2 separate regions of the Sus scrofa genome follow, and region 2 is linked to region 1. Evidence: chromatin contacts called from public HiChIP or PLAC-seq data. All regions are on one chromosome and are shown on one strand. The core of a region is the stretch at or near the end of the contact, and the rest is flanking DNA. Distances in the headings are between cores, read along the strand shown. Region 1 has its middle 28 kb from the start of BHMT. Region 2 overlaps HOMER1 (homer scaffolding protein 1).

Evidence for each region. HiChIP or PLAC-seq counts read pairs in DNA pulled down with a chosen protein or histone mark.
Region 2: an H3K27ac HiChIP or PLAC-seq map of skeletal muscle shows a contact between it and region 1, with 2.5 times the contacts expected there. The contact joins two enhancer-like sites. A contact is called at or near these places in 1 of 47 Hi-C or Micro-C datasets (heart right ventricle) and 1 of 2 datasets of contacts at active chromatin or transcription factors (skeletal muscle).

What each region holds. Positions count from the first base shown.
Region 1 is chr2:87,935,558-87,942,569 of Sscrofa11.1, reverse strand. No RefSeq gene overlaps it. Among named protein-coding and RNA genes, the nearest start is that of BHMT, 28 kb to the right of the region's middle. Within about 2 kb of position 4,854, at least 30 of the 83 cell types and tissues checked have an H3K27ac peak or open chromatin away from gene starts, as enhancers often do. A contact at or near this core is called in skeletal muscle, where this site is marked.
Region 2 is chr2:88,154,014-88,160,647 of Sscrofa11.1, reverse strand. All of the region lies in intron 5 of HOMER1 (homer scaffolding protein 1), which reads left to right. Among named protein-coding and RNA genes, the nearest start is that of HOMER1, 97 kb to the left of the region's middle. Within about 2 kb of position 4,272, at least 8 of the 83 cell types and tissues checked have an H3K27ac peak or open chromatin away from gene starts, as enhancers often do. A contact at or near this core is called in skeletal muscle, where this site is marked.

The sequences.
Region 1 (7,012 bases), core at 3,605-6,104:
GAGAAGATGGGGCAGAGGTCGAAACTGAATTGCGATGCAGTTCCCCAAATGCCTTGATCCACCTGACGGTGAGTTCTGGAGAGAACATTGCCCTTTGACCAAAGTTGTCCTTTGACCGGCCAACATGCCAGGCTTTCATACCCTCGCATGGCTCAGATACCAGGTGGAGGCTGTCCTGGGAAAGGTGTGACCTGGAACAAAGATGTCCTCTATAGCTTTGCCCTTGAAGGAGCTTCATGCTGTGGTCATAGTAACTCACAGCTGGGCAGCCTGTTTCTCCAGGAAAGGGTACCTGAGAGGCAAGACTCCGTGTGTGTGACAGGAAGCACATGGAATGTTTTGAAACAAATAGTGATGCGATCTACTTTGTTTTAAAAAGAAGCATCCAGAATCCCCTTGGGAGACCAGATCGGAGGGAGCCTCCGGAGGGAGGCAGAGAGACTGGTAAAGAAACTTAATTGTGTGACAGTCTAGGTGAGAGCATGGTGACTTGGTTCAGGGTGGTCATGGTAGGAAGGAAGTGAAAAGCAGACCTATTTTGAAGGTAGATCTGACAGGCTTTGTTGCTGGATGGCAAGTGGGCCTGCGAGAAAGAAGAACCAAGGATGCCTCCATGATTTTGGCTTGAGCAACTGAAACATTGCAGGTACCATTTTCTAAGATGGAAGATACTGGGGGGAGGGGATGGCAAGTTTAGGGGGACAAGAGAAGATCTGGACCTTATCTTCAGAGTCATGTGTGCTGTTGTTAGGGCATGAAGGGAGCTGGGAAAAATTTCGATGGGACGAAAACAATCACAGTGTCTATATAAGCTATTTGATAGAATACATGTACTTGATTAAAAATGTATTTAAAAATTCATGGGCTCACGTGAGTCGTGGTGATCCGCCATGTGAATCAGAACAGCGTGTTGAAAAGAGGTACTTCTGTGTTTGCCCCTCGTCCAGTTGGTGCACGTGAAGATGACTGTCCCTCCCTGCTACGGAGCAGGAACCATCTCTTCTTAGTCTTTATTGGCAGATGTACCCCTCTCATAACTCCCACTGAGAGATAAAGATAGCCACGCTATTCTCACTGTCAATGCCGGGGTTCTTTGGAAACTGTTTGTGTTGAAACCATAAGGGCTTGTTTCTCTGGGGCTCCCTGCTACCATGTATTTAATGTCCGTGACATCAGCGCTCCCGACACTGCGTCATCCACAGTGCAGCCTGTGGATATGGGCTTCTGCGACTCTCAGAGGTGACCGCTGTGCTTTGCGGACGGCAAGTGCATGACTTATTTTTATTTTATCTTTTTGCCTTTTCTAGGGCTGCTCCTGCAGCATATGGAGGTTCCCAGGCTAGGGGTCTAATCGGAGCTGTAGCCACCGGCCTACGCCACAGCCACAGCCACAGCCACACAGGATCTGAGCCGCGTCTGCAACCTACACCACAGCTCAGGGATCGTTAACCCACTGAGCAAGGCCAGGGATCGAACCCGCATCCTCATGGTTCCTAGTCGGATTCGTTAACCACTGAGCCACAACGGGAACTCCCTCAAGTGCATTACTTATGTGGAAACATGGAGTGATCATTCCTTTGATGGTAAATTTGCTGTCGGGAAGGTTACAACGTCAGTGTGCCCCACCCAGCACATTTACACACAGGGAAGGTTACAATGTCAGTGTGCCCCACAGGCCACCTTCCTAGAATAGGATGTCAGCGTTGAACTTGCTGACATCACCAGGACGCAGTGCTGGAAGAAGTTTCATTCACTCAGGGATATCCATCCCTCTGGCATGACTCGATACCAACCTGGGAGGCCAGGATGGGGCCATATCCAGCAGAGGCCAGAGTTCAAGGATAGGCATCCCCTGTTGACATGGTGGAGCAATGTCTGGAAAGTCTTCAGAGAATAAGACACGGCCACCCCTGGAGGGGGCCTGACTTGAGTGTTGGAACCTGTGGAGGGGGTGGGGTGACCGTCAGAGGTCAGGAAGTCACCAAGTTTGAGGAAGGAGGCTCAGGGCGAAGGTCACCTGTTGCAGAGTTCCTGTTGTGGCTCAGCAGATTAAGAACCTGACAAGGTAGAGTCTGAGGATGCAGGTTTGATCCCTGGCCTCACTCAGTGGGTTAAGGATCTGGTATTGCCGTGAGCTGCGGCATTGGTCACAGATGCGTCTCAGAGCTGATGTGGCTGTGGCTGTGGCGTAGGCTGGCAGCTCTGGCTTCAATTCGACCCCTAGCCTGGGAATGTCCATGTACTACGGGTGGGGCCCTAAAAAGAAAAAAGAATCACCTGTTGCCCCACTGTTGCCCTCTGGGGCTGTGACCTATGGGCAGCTGAGGCCAGAACTGCTCCAGAGAAGAACCTATGTGGGCTCCCAGAGGATGCTCAAAGCAAAGGTTGACAGTGGACTTTTGGTGGCCCAGAGCCCTGAACTTGACCTCTGTCTGGCGTGCATCAGACAAAGTCAGCTCCGTACTGAGCAACCCGGTCTCGCCTGATTCCAGGACAGAAGCACTGCACCGGCCAGTGGGAGGCTCCTGTCACCAGGTGCTCCCCCTGGAACCAAGGCCAACAAGGGTCCCAGGGCTGCTTGGGGCACTTGGTTGATGCCAGACGGGGGTGGAAGTAGGGGACATGGAAAGGAGGTGTGAAGGGTCACTGAACATCCGGAAGGGAAGAAGCCAGGACTGGGTCCCATACTGATCTGTGCAGGCTGGGGGCACTGCTCCCGGATGGCATAGCTGGCCCTGAGCAGCCCTAGCCACTATAGAGGGACATGGGAACTGTCAAGGAAGGGGTCTCTGGTGACCAGAACCCAGGCAGACGAGGCCCAGATTGGGAGAACTCTGCCTGAGATCCACGACAGGGACTGGCTTGGATCGAAAGGTCAGGGTGAGGTCAAGTGCACGTTCTTGGGGTGGTCCAGGCTGGAGGGATAAATCTGGCCATCATCAAGCTTCCGGGGATGGTGTTATGGAAGGAAAAGATTCTGAGACGTCTAGCTCCCAAACTCCAGCACCTTATAACAGGGAGCAGACTGTTCTCTCCTTCTTAAGGAGCCGAAGACCTCCATACCAGAAGTACCCACTGGATGGATTCTAGAACTTCCAAAGCTTATGCTTATGCAAGCCTGCAAAGAACTCTTGAGTCCTGAGAACGGAGGTAGTTTATAATATGAAAAACCACAGGCCCAAGTCTCCCTAGGATACAGTACCTGTGGGGAAGAATGAATTTCCCTTCCCAGTGCCACGCTGAGTCTAGCCTAATAACGTTTTCCCTGCCCTCTGGACAGTGTTATTTGTTTGAGTCTGCTGTCAGTGTAGCCAGGGGAATAATGAATAAACTATGAAGTCTTCTGGAAACATACTACCGGTGGCACTTGGTAAATATTTGTTGACAATGAGGTGGCTAATGCTCCTGTGCACCGTCCAGTTAGAAACACATAAAATTGTGAAGTTTTTTAAGCAAGGTCTTAGAGATTTTGTTATCTTCCAGATGAGCAAATCGAAGCTCAGAGAAGCGGGGTGAGGTATCCAACATTGCAAAGTGAGGTAGGGACAAGCTTTGCACCCCAAATTCCTGATTCGAAATTCATTCATTGCTTTTTCTCAATTCATTCATGGCTTTTTCTACAATGTTGCACTAGGGTTTTGGGGGACGATGGCTGCGTTCCACTAAGCCTGTTCATGTGTTGAGGCATTAACTTTTGCAAAGAACACTAAAATGTCATTAAGTCAAAGTAATTGGCAGGATGATGGCCAGGCTGACCTGGGGGGAAAGTTTGAACTGTTTCCAAAGACACTCAGCCTTTTCCTTTCAAGGCCATGTAGTAAATTGGAACAAAAAAACCCTCAAGGAGTTCCCGTTGAGGCTCAGTGGTTAACGAATCTGACTAGGAACCATGAGGTTGTGGGTTAGATCCCTGGCCTTGCTCAGTGGGTTAAGGATCCGGCATTGCCCTGAGCTGTGGTGTGGGTCGCAGACGCTGCTTGAGTCCCGCGTTGCTGTGGTTCTGGCGTGGGTCGGCAGCTACAGCTCCAATTTGACCCCTAGCCTGGGAACCTCCATATGCTGCAGGAGCAGCCCTACAAAAGGCAAAAAGACAAAAAAATAAATAAATAAACCCGCAAAATGGGGCCAAATAGAGGGTCTCGCTGAACCTGCTTGAAGGAACAAATAGGAATAATTTTACTCGGTACATTAGCAGTTTGCCTCTATGGGATGATGCAAAAAATATTTGAGACATCGGGCCAAATCAATTTCTGTTAAAAGCGTGCTGCATGTTTCCCCGGAAAACATACTTCCTGTAAAAATTTACATAAGAGCACCTCTCTCAGTCAAACCCTGAGATAAAAATGATGGTGTGTAGAATTTGGCGGCATGTAAATTAACCTCTTGTGTCTGGCTGTGCTCGAATGGTTGGGCATGATTTCTGAAGCTCACAGCAGCACAGATGCTGACATGTGTCTCTCTCACCTCCCATCCCTTCTTTTGTCGTCCATCTAAGGCCAACAGAATGCCTCCAGCTGCTTGAAAACGGGAAGCGTTTTCTGGCTGCTCTTTTCCCCTCACTCCCACCAGTTTTTGCCAAATGACCCTGCCCTTCCTGTCACCATCTGTGCGAAGGCTCTGTGTTTGGCCGCCTTTCAGTCATTTTCTGTTCAAACACCAACCCTGCATTTGTTCCTGAAGCTGTTTAGAAACACGGGGCCTGGGTGTCTCTCACTGCAGTTGAACACGCTATCAGACGGTTTCTTGGGCTCCTCTGTTTTTCTCTCTTCACATGGACTCCTTCCTCCTGGACTGTGCGAGCATCAGGATTGTCTGCCTGGCAAGTAACACATGGAAGGTTCCGGACTGGCTGAGGGGATGTTACTAACAGGGAGGCTATTCCGGAAATGCACTCAGCTGGCCCATGTGCTCAAAGCTGGGGAAAATGATCTCTGGGAAAGAAAAACAAAAAACAATAAAAAACCCCAAACAGGATCTGGTTGGAGACAGATAAGGCTTTTGTTGCTGGCTGAGTTGTTCAGGATGTGATTCAAAGATCCATGTATCTTAGGGAAAAACTGGTCCAAAGAAAGAGAGCTACAGATATTTCTGCCATTTAATGTTACAGTTTGTTCAGATGGTCTTGCTGAAGTTCAAAGCAAAATAGAGCGTCTCTGGCCTTCCCAGCTGGTGACTTGCTGCCCCCTTCTGGAGAAGTTGGGAACTGACGCTTTTGATCCCTTCCTGTCCAGTCTGTCTCCATTACAGCTCTGCGTTGGCAAGGTTCCTTACTACACTGTGAATAAGTATAAGGTCATAAATTGCAAACAGTTTATTCTTTGAGTTTACATTGACTTGGCAGGAAGATACACTCGGTTTTGTGAATGATCTGTCTTGGTTCCACTCTCCTTCTTCAAATGATAAGCTAAAGCCATCTTTGCTGGCAGCCGTGGACTAAGAAGCCCTTCTTCACTTGGTGTCCTGCCCCAGTAATCTCATCTTTAAAAGAGAGTTAGGGAGTTCCGTTGTGGCGCAGCGGAAACGAATCTAACTTGTATCCATGAGGATGTGGGTTCGATCCCTGGCCTTGCTCAGTGAGTTGGGGATTGCTGTTGCTGTGGCTGTGGTGTAGGCTGGCAGCTGTAGCTCCAGTTCGACCCCTAGCCAGGGACCTTCCATATGCCACAGGCGCGGCCCTAAAAAGCAAAAAGTTTGGACTCGATCTCTAAAATCTCTCTGGCTTGCATTCTGTAAAAATACCTTTGCCATTGAGAAATGTCCACTTAACACAAAGAAACATGTAGGTACTGAGTGAGGCTCGTATTTTAGTGAACAAGATTTCTGGAAATGAATTCATTTATTTGGTGGAGAGGCTGAATTTCAAAAAATTTTTGCAAAATATGGAAATATGCCACTAGGAGGCAGTGTTGACATATAATTTCATTGCAGTGTATCCACTAAGTTTAGTTTTGAGGGAGATATTTAAAAATTTTTTATTATTGATTTACAATGTTGTGCCAATTTCTGCTGTAAAGCAAAGTGACCCTGTCATTCATATATATATATATCTATATATATATATAAATTCCCTTATCTTATATTATCTTCCATCATGGTCTATCCTAAGAGACTCGATATAGCTCCCTGTGCTGTCCAGGAGGAACTCATTGCTTATTCATTCTTTTTTCTTTTGTTTTGTTTTGTTTTTTTTGTCTTTTTGCCTTTTCTAGGGCCCCTTCCCGCGGCATATGGAAGTTCCCAGGCTAGGGGTCTAATCAGAGCTGTAGCCACCGGTCTACACCACAGCCACAGCAGCGTGGGATCTGAGCCATGTCTGTGACCTATACCACAGCTCACAGCAATGCTGGATCCATAACCCACAGAACAAGTCCAGGGATCGAACCTGCAACCTCATGGTTCCTAGTCGGATTCGTTAACCACTGAGCCACGACAGGAACTCCCATTCTAAATGTAAGAGTTTGCATCTGTTAACCCCAAACTCCCAGTCGGTCACACTGCCTTCCCGCTACCCCTTGGCAATGGAAATTTTTTTTTTTTTTAATCAAAGGGTATAAGAATGACTAGAGGTTACGGTGTTTTGTATGGCAATAAAAGCTCTGAAAAGAATATTAACGGGGCATGCATCCTACACAATAGCAGAGAAATAGATCGAGTAAAGTTTCTATCACCTATAAATGAAAGTATTAAATACTGAACCTGATTGGGGATGAGGAATGGTAGATAGCAACTTGGTTAAAAATAAAAGTGACAATCACTCTTCTTATTTCACCTCACCCCTATGCTGCCTCCGCAGGTTGTGCTGCTTTGGTTCTCTTTCTGTGAACTGAAGGATAAAGAGGTGGAATTTTGATTCTCTTAGTAAAAAAATTGTGGAAGTTTCTTTTTAAAAAATTAAAATTTTTTTTTTTTTTGTCTTTTTAGGGCTGCACCCGCGGCATATGGAGGTTCCCAGGTTAGGGGTCTAATTGGCGCTACAGCTGCTGGCCTATGCCACAGCAGTGCAGGATCAAAG
Region 2 (6,634 bases), core at 3,023-5,522, 220 kb before region 1:
CCAACTAGGATCCATGAGGATGCAGGTTCGATCCCTGACCTCACTAAGTGGATTAAGGATCCAGCGTTGCCACTGAGCTGTGGTATAGGTCGTGGACACGGCTTAGATCCTGTGTTGCTGTGGCTGTGGCATAGGCCCGCAGCTATAACTTCGATTTGACCTCTAGCCTGGGAACTTACATACATAGTGGTTGTGGCCCTAAAAGGAAAAAGAAAAAAAAACTAGCATCATGTGACTAAATTAGAAATGCAAATCATAATGTATTTGGTAGAAAACAAATTTTTATTATTTTGTCTCTCTTCTCCAAACAGAACCTATGAGCCAAAATATATAAATTACCAAATTTTATAAAATTTGTCGTATAGTTTTCAATTGCTAAAAATTTTAAGGAAGAGGTACTTCTGACTGTGTTATAAATCCAGAATGTCATTTAGCACTGTTAAGATTATCTGTGAATATAGCCTTAAGTGATATCAGTAAATGGAATCTAAAGCGTTTTTCTTTCTTTTTTAATTTCTCTGTTCACTTTTATAAAAATGCATGTGAAAGAGTATTTAACTACTGTGATAATTTGTGTGGGAAAATAATCTGAAAGAGAATGGATATGTGTGTATGTATGACTGAATTGCTTTGTTGTATAGCAGAAATTATCACAACCTTGTAAATCAACTATACCTCACTAAATCTTAACAAAGAGTATTCACTGTACACTCAAAAGATTAACATTTTAAGTTGTTCATGAAGTTAGTTGCTACGAGTCATGTCATTTTATTTTGTTGTCGTTGTTGGTCTTTACCTCCTTTTTAAAATTTTTTTTGAAGTATAGTTGATTTACAGTGTTGTGTTAATTTCTGCTCTATAGCAAAGTGACTCAGTTATACATATATGTATTCTTTTTCATACTCTTTTCCATTATGGTTTATCATAGGATATTATAGTTCCCTGTGATATATAGTAGGACCTTGTTGTTTATCCATGCTGTATATAATAATGTGTCTCTGCTAATCCCAAACTCACAGTCCTTCCCTCCCCCAGTGCTTGACAACCACAAGTCTGTTCTCTGTATCTGTGAGTCTGTTTTTGTTTTGTATATATGTTGTAGATATGATATTTGTCTTTTTCTGACTAATTTTGCTTAGTATAATAATCTCTAGGTCTATCTATGTTGCTTAAAATGGCATTATTTCATTATTTTTAATGGCTGAGTAATATTTCAGTGTGTGTGTGTGTGTGTGTGTGTGTGTATCACATCTTCTTTATCCATTCATCTCTCAATAGACATTTAGGTTGCTTCCATGTCTTGGCTATTGTAAGTAGTGCTGATATGAACAGAGGAGTGCATGTATCTTTTTGAATTACAGTTTTGTCTGGGTTTATGCCCAGGAGTGGGATCATGTGGCAACAGTGTTTTTGGTTTTCTGAGGAACCTTCCTATTGTTTTCCATGGTGGATGCAACATTTACATTCCCACTATCAGTGTAGGAGCGTTCCCTTTCCTCTACACTTGTCTCTAGCATTTATTATTGGTAGACTTTTTAATGATGGCCATTCTGACCAGTGTGGGATGGTACCTTACTGTAGTTTTGATTTGCATTTCTCTAACAATTAGTGATGATGGACATCTTTTCATGTGCCTATTGGCCATCTGTCTGTCTTCTTTGGAGAAATGTCTGTTGAGGTCTTCTGCCCATTTTTTGATTGACTTGTTTGGGTTTTTGTTTTGTTGTTGTTGTTATTGAATTATAAGAACTGTTGTTATATTTTGGAAATTAAGCCCTCGTCAGTCACATCTTTTGCAGATATTTTCTCCTAGTCTATAGTTTGCTTTTTCATTTTGTTTATGGTTTGCAATGCTTTACAAAAGCTTATAAGTTTGATTAGGTCCCATTTGTTTATTTTTGCTTGTATTTCTATTGCTTTGGGAAACTGACCTAAGAAAACATTTGTACAATTTATGTCAGAGAATGTTTTACATATGTTCTCTTCTAGGAGTTTTATAGTGTTTTTTCTTATATTTGCCATTTTGAGTTTGTTTTTGTGGATGATATGAGGGTGTCTTCTAACTTCATTGATTTATATGCAGCTTTCCCAACACCGCTTGTTGAGAGACTCTCTTTTCTCCATTGTATATTCTGGCCTCCTTTGTCAAAGATTAATTGTCCATAGGCTTGTGGGTATGTCATTTTAATATAATTGAAAAAACAGCCTGGGGGCTAGCTTTCCAGATACATATTTATGTGGAGTGTCTCCTAAGTATTTTTTCCTGGTTTAAGATACAATTGATAGGAGTTCCCATTGTGGCTCAGTGAGTTGAGAACCTGACGTATTATCTATGAAGATGCAGCTTCGATGCCTAGCCTCACTCATAGGGTTGAGGATTCAGTGTTGCGGCAAGCTTCTCTAGGTCGCAGATATGGTTCACATCTGGCTTGGCTGTGGCTGTGACATAGGCCTGCAGCTCCTCTTCAACCCCTGGGCCAGGATGTAATTGATATATAACATTTAATAAGTTTAAGGTGTATAATGTATTGATTTGATACATTTATATAACTCAAATGATTGGGTTAACTAACACCTATTGTAAATTACTGTTTCTTTTTTGTGGTGAGAACATTTAAAATCTACTTTTAGCAACTTCCGTATATATAAATCAGTATTATTAACTCTAACCACCTGCTGAACATTAGATCCCAGAACTTATTCATCTAATGGCTAGAAGTTTGTACTCTTTGACCAACATCTCAATCCCTTTCCCCCCACCTCTCCCATCCCCTGGTAACTGCCATTGTAGTCTCTGTTTCTATGCATTCAGCTTTTTTAGAGTCTACATATCAGTGATAGCATACAGTATTTGTCTTACTCTTTCTGACTTATTTCACTCAGCATAATGCCCTCAAGATCCATTCATGTTGTTGCAAATGGCGGGATATCCTTTCTCATGCCTGAATAATATGTTGTGTGTATGTACCACATCTTTATCTGGTCATCCATTGGTGGACACTTAGGTTGTTTCCATAGCTTGGCTATTAATGAATAATGCAGTGAACATGGGATCGTAGGTCTTTAATTTTTTTTTCTAAATGAGTAACAGTCATAGAGATATAACTTAACTAGTTGAAAGACAAAAAAAAGTCATTAATCAAGCTTATAAAATAAAATATTTGTACAAGGAGTTTACTGCTATAAGCAAATACAACATATATGATAAAAGCTCCTGTGCATCTTGGGATATGTAATTTGTGGTGATCTTCTGAAAGTAATAAACCAAGTAAACCTCATATTTTACTGCTAAGAGCCTAGCTTTAGTAGAATCTGTATTTATTTATAGAAAACAACAGAGCAGATAGTAATAGAAAGCCCTTGAAATAATTATACAGATACTCACATTCATATGTTTTACAGAATTATTTACTTTTACATGTAAATATAAGTAAAACATGGAGTCGACCATCACCATAATATAAAGACTTGATTTTTGAGTTATTTAGTAACACAGATGTCTACTGTTTTCATATCCTCACAAAGAAATATAGATCCTGCTTTATTAGCCAATCCATACTTATAACCATTTCAAAATGTGTTTTGCAAATTTTGCTCTAATTCAAAGGCCTTTGGAACAATAACTTTAATCTATTTAATCCATCATTTACAGACTCTGCAAGGATTTGATTTTAGCTTTCACATTTCATTTCATTTCTGATTAGTATAATCTGATAATTATTGATCGTTATTAATCTACATTGTAAGCTGGTTGAAAAGTAGTTACCTTCATGGTGTTGTTAGTACCCTTATGTATGACTGCATATAGCCTATTGTAAATAATAGAGCAGAGGAATAACACACGTCAAAAATGACATTATAGTTTAGTTGCAAAAACCTTAAGGCAGGAGTCTTGATTCAAGTTGTAGCTCTGTTGCTGTTACGTAGAAGGCAGAAAGTCCCCATGCATTATAGCATTTGGATTTAAGAGTCTGCATTAGTTAATTCAGTTGCTTAAGCATGGTTTAAATGAAGCCCACGTCACTCATCTTGGTATGGTATGCAATAGCTTCACACAAACAAAAACTCTTTCAATATCACAGATTATAAAAGAGGTGCTAACAAGGGAAAATTAGTTTATGAGATGGATATGTTCAAATCTGTCACCCTTCCTGGAAAAACAACACAAGGCAAATATCCTGCTGACAGTGATTTTAGTTGTATCATCTTCCTATTGCTAAAGTGGTGACTCTTGCTGAACTAATCTGGAGTTGGAGTACAGCCAGTCTTCATCAGCTTGGCCAGTAAAGCTGGTTCTTGGAGTTACTTTGGCTTCCATCCAGGCTGACTAGGCAGGCTTTAGAAGGAAAATTTTTAAAAAGCCTCTCTTGATAATAGCCAGTGAGTCAGTAGTGGACTAAGCTATTATTAATTCTGAGCTATATTCACGTATCATCATCTCCTCCTTTTAAAAGTTAATTTCCAAAATGCTTTTGATCAGGGTCCTTCTTTTGCGTATTATTTACATAACTCACATATACATTAAATACATGAAGTTAGTAACAATGATCTGCCTCAACTAAAAGACAGTAGTAGTTGCAAGTAAAATTCTGTCCATACTATAACTCAAACTTTTAAGTAATTTCAAGTTATGTCTTTTGACTCCATCCTTATCTTTAAAAACAAATTTAAACTGAAGTGCAAAAAATTCTGTGTCAAGTTATGATGAATTAAATTATTGATTACAGTTGGTTTCTTAAAAAATGACAAGAAATTGGAAACAGATTTTTACTGTATAATTATCTATGTATTTCCACTCAATTTTAGCTTTTGCAAAATCTTTGTTAATGGTATCTTTTCCATTCTGTCAGTGCTGAGAGTGATTTCTATTTTATTTATAATGTTTTTCCCAAACACTACTAAATATCATGATACCAGATATCAGCATGATATTTAGTATTGTTTGGATGTTTCCTTAAATGACCTACTTTGCAAGCAAACAGAGGCATCTTAGCCTCTAAAACTCAGTGAAATTATGAATAGACAGATAAAAATATTAATTTCTGTCTTGACTGAAGTATGATGATTATAATGCTATTCCTGTGTAAATGAAAGGGATAGGCTTCAAATTAATTGATCTCACTCTTTGTAAAAGGTAGATGTATATTCATAAGAGATAAGAGAAACATAATTCTTAGTATGTAAGGCTGTTTCCCTGAAGACATCTCCCTGATAGGATCATGCTGTGCATAAATTTCCAAAGAAAGTGTTAAAGTTACTAATCAGCTTTTATAAGAGGGAAACCAACACAAATGCTGATTTGCATGAAGGTAGTAGATGCATAATTCACAGTATCACCTTGACTAAATTCTTTTCTCATTTGTGAACTAGCAGTAGGCCCACTAAATATCTTTTTACTTCCTTCTCTTATATTCAGCACCCAGTGCTCCAAATTCACTGATGGTAGAGAAAGTATGATTTAGATTAAAATATTTTAAACAAACACCTGTAATTTGATCCTTTCACAGATAACTGTCTTTGAGCAAGAAGTTGGTATCCGCACCTCCTCCTTTAAAGAGAATAGGCTGCTTTAAACTTTTAAAGGAAATTTCTTTAAAGGTTTTAGAGGTAAGGAGTTATAGTGAGTAAAATGCGAAAATGAAATTGGGACTTTCTTGGCCCCTTCTCCTTATATCTCCATTCCTTGGCCACAGCTACCTTAAGACACATGGCAAAAACCACAGAACACGCTGTGCCAGGCAGGCAGTGCGCAGATGTTAGCGGATATTGTGTTCAGAGCCATCTCTAATGAGAGCTTCTTTGGCATAGAGCTATGCTTCTGTTACTGCTGGGAGCACAGTCATGGAAGCTAGGGGATTTCTAAGGGCTTCTTTTGAGTGTGGTTAGGGGCCCCTCCATTTTAGTGATTGAAAGTGGGGGTAGAGCTAGACTTTTTGTGTCCTCAAAGTCAAATGGAAAATTCTGCATCGAAGTACATTATGTTAAACATAGCATAATTCAGATTTCACCTTCTCTTCTCACCCCTCAAAATAAGAAGTCAAGCTTACCACTTTATGAGAATAATTTTTAACTAATTTTCTCAGTCCTTCATTAACTGGATAAATTTATTCTGAGGTCTACACGGAAGGTTTAAGCTTATAAATAATACATCCATAGTTCCTAAGGATGACGGCAGAGATCATGATGTGGTTTCACTTGTTATATTTATTTAAGTTATTTATATCACTAACTAAACATATCTCCCTTAAAATATTCCATGTTAAATCTTTTTAGCTTTGTATCTCACTGAAGATTCTCTCAGGATTCTTTATTGCTTGTACATATGTGGAAGATACTAGCTAACATTTGAGTGTCTGTTATGTGCTTTATTCAAAGGTACTTTTATTGGGGCTCTTTATTCCTCAAAATCAGTGAGGAAAGGTAGTATTAATCCTAATTTTACAGATGAGGAAACTGAGACCCAGTGAGGTTAAATAACCTGCCCACGGTCCTGTAACTAGCAAATGGCTAGACCCATGATGTGAACCATTTAAACAAACTCCTGAGCCTACACCTTTTTTTTTTAATTGAGATATAACTGATGTATATATAACATTGAGTTAATTCACTTTTTTTTTAACTAGGTAAAATTTTG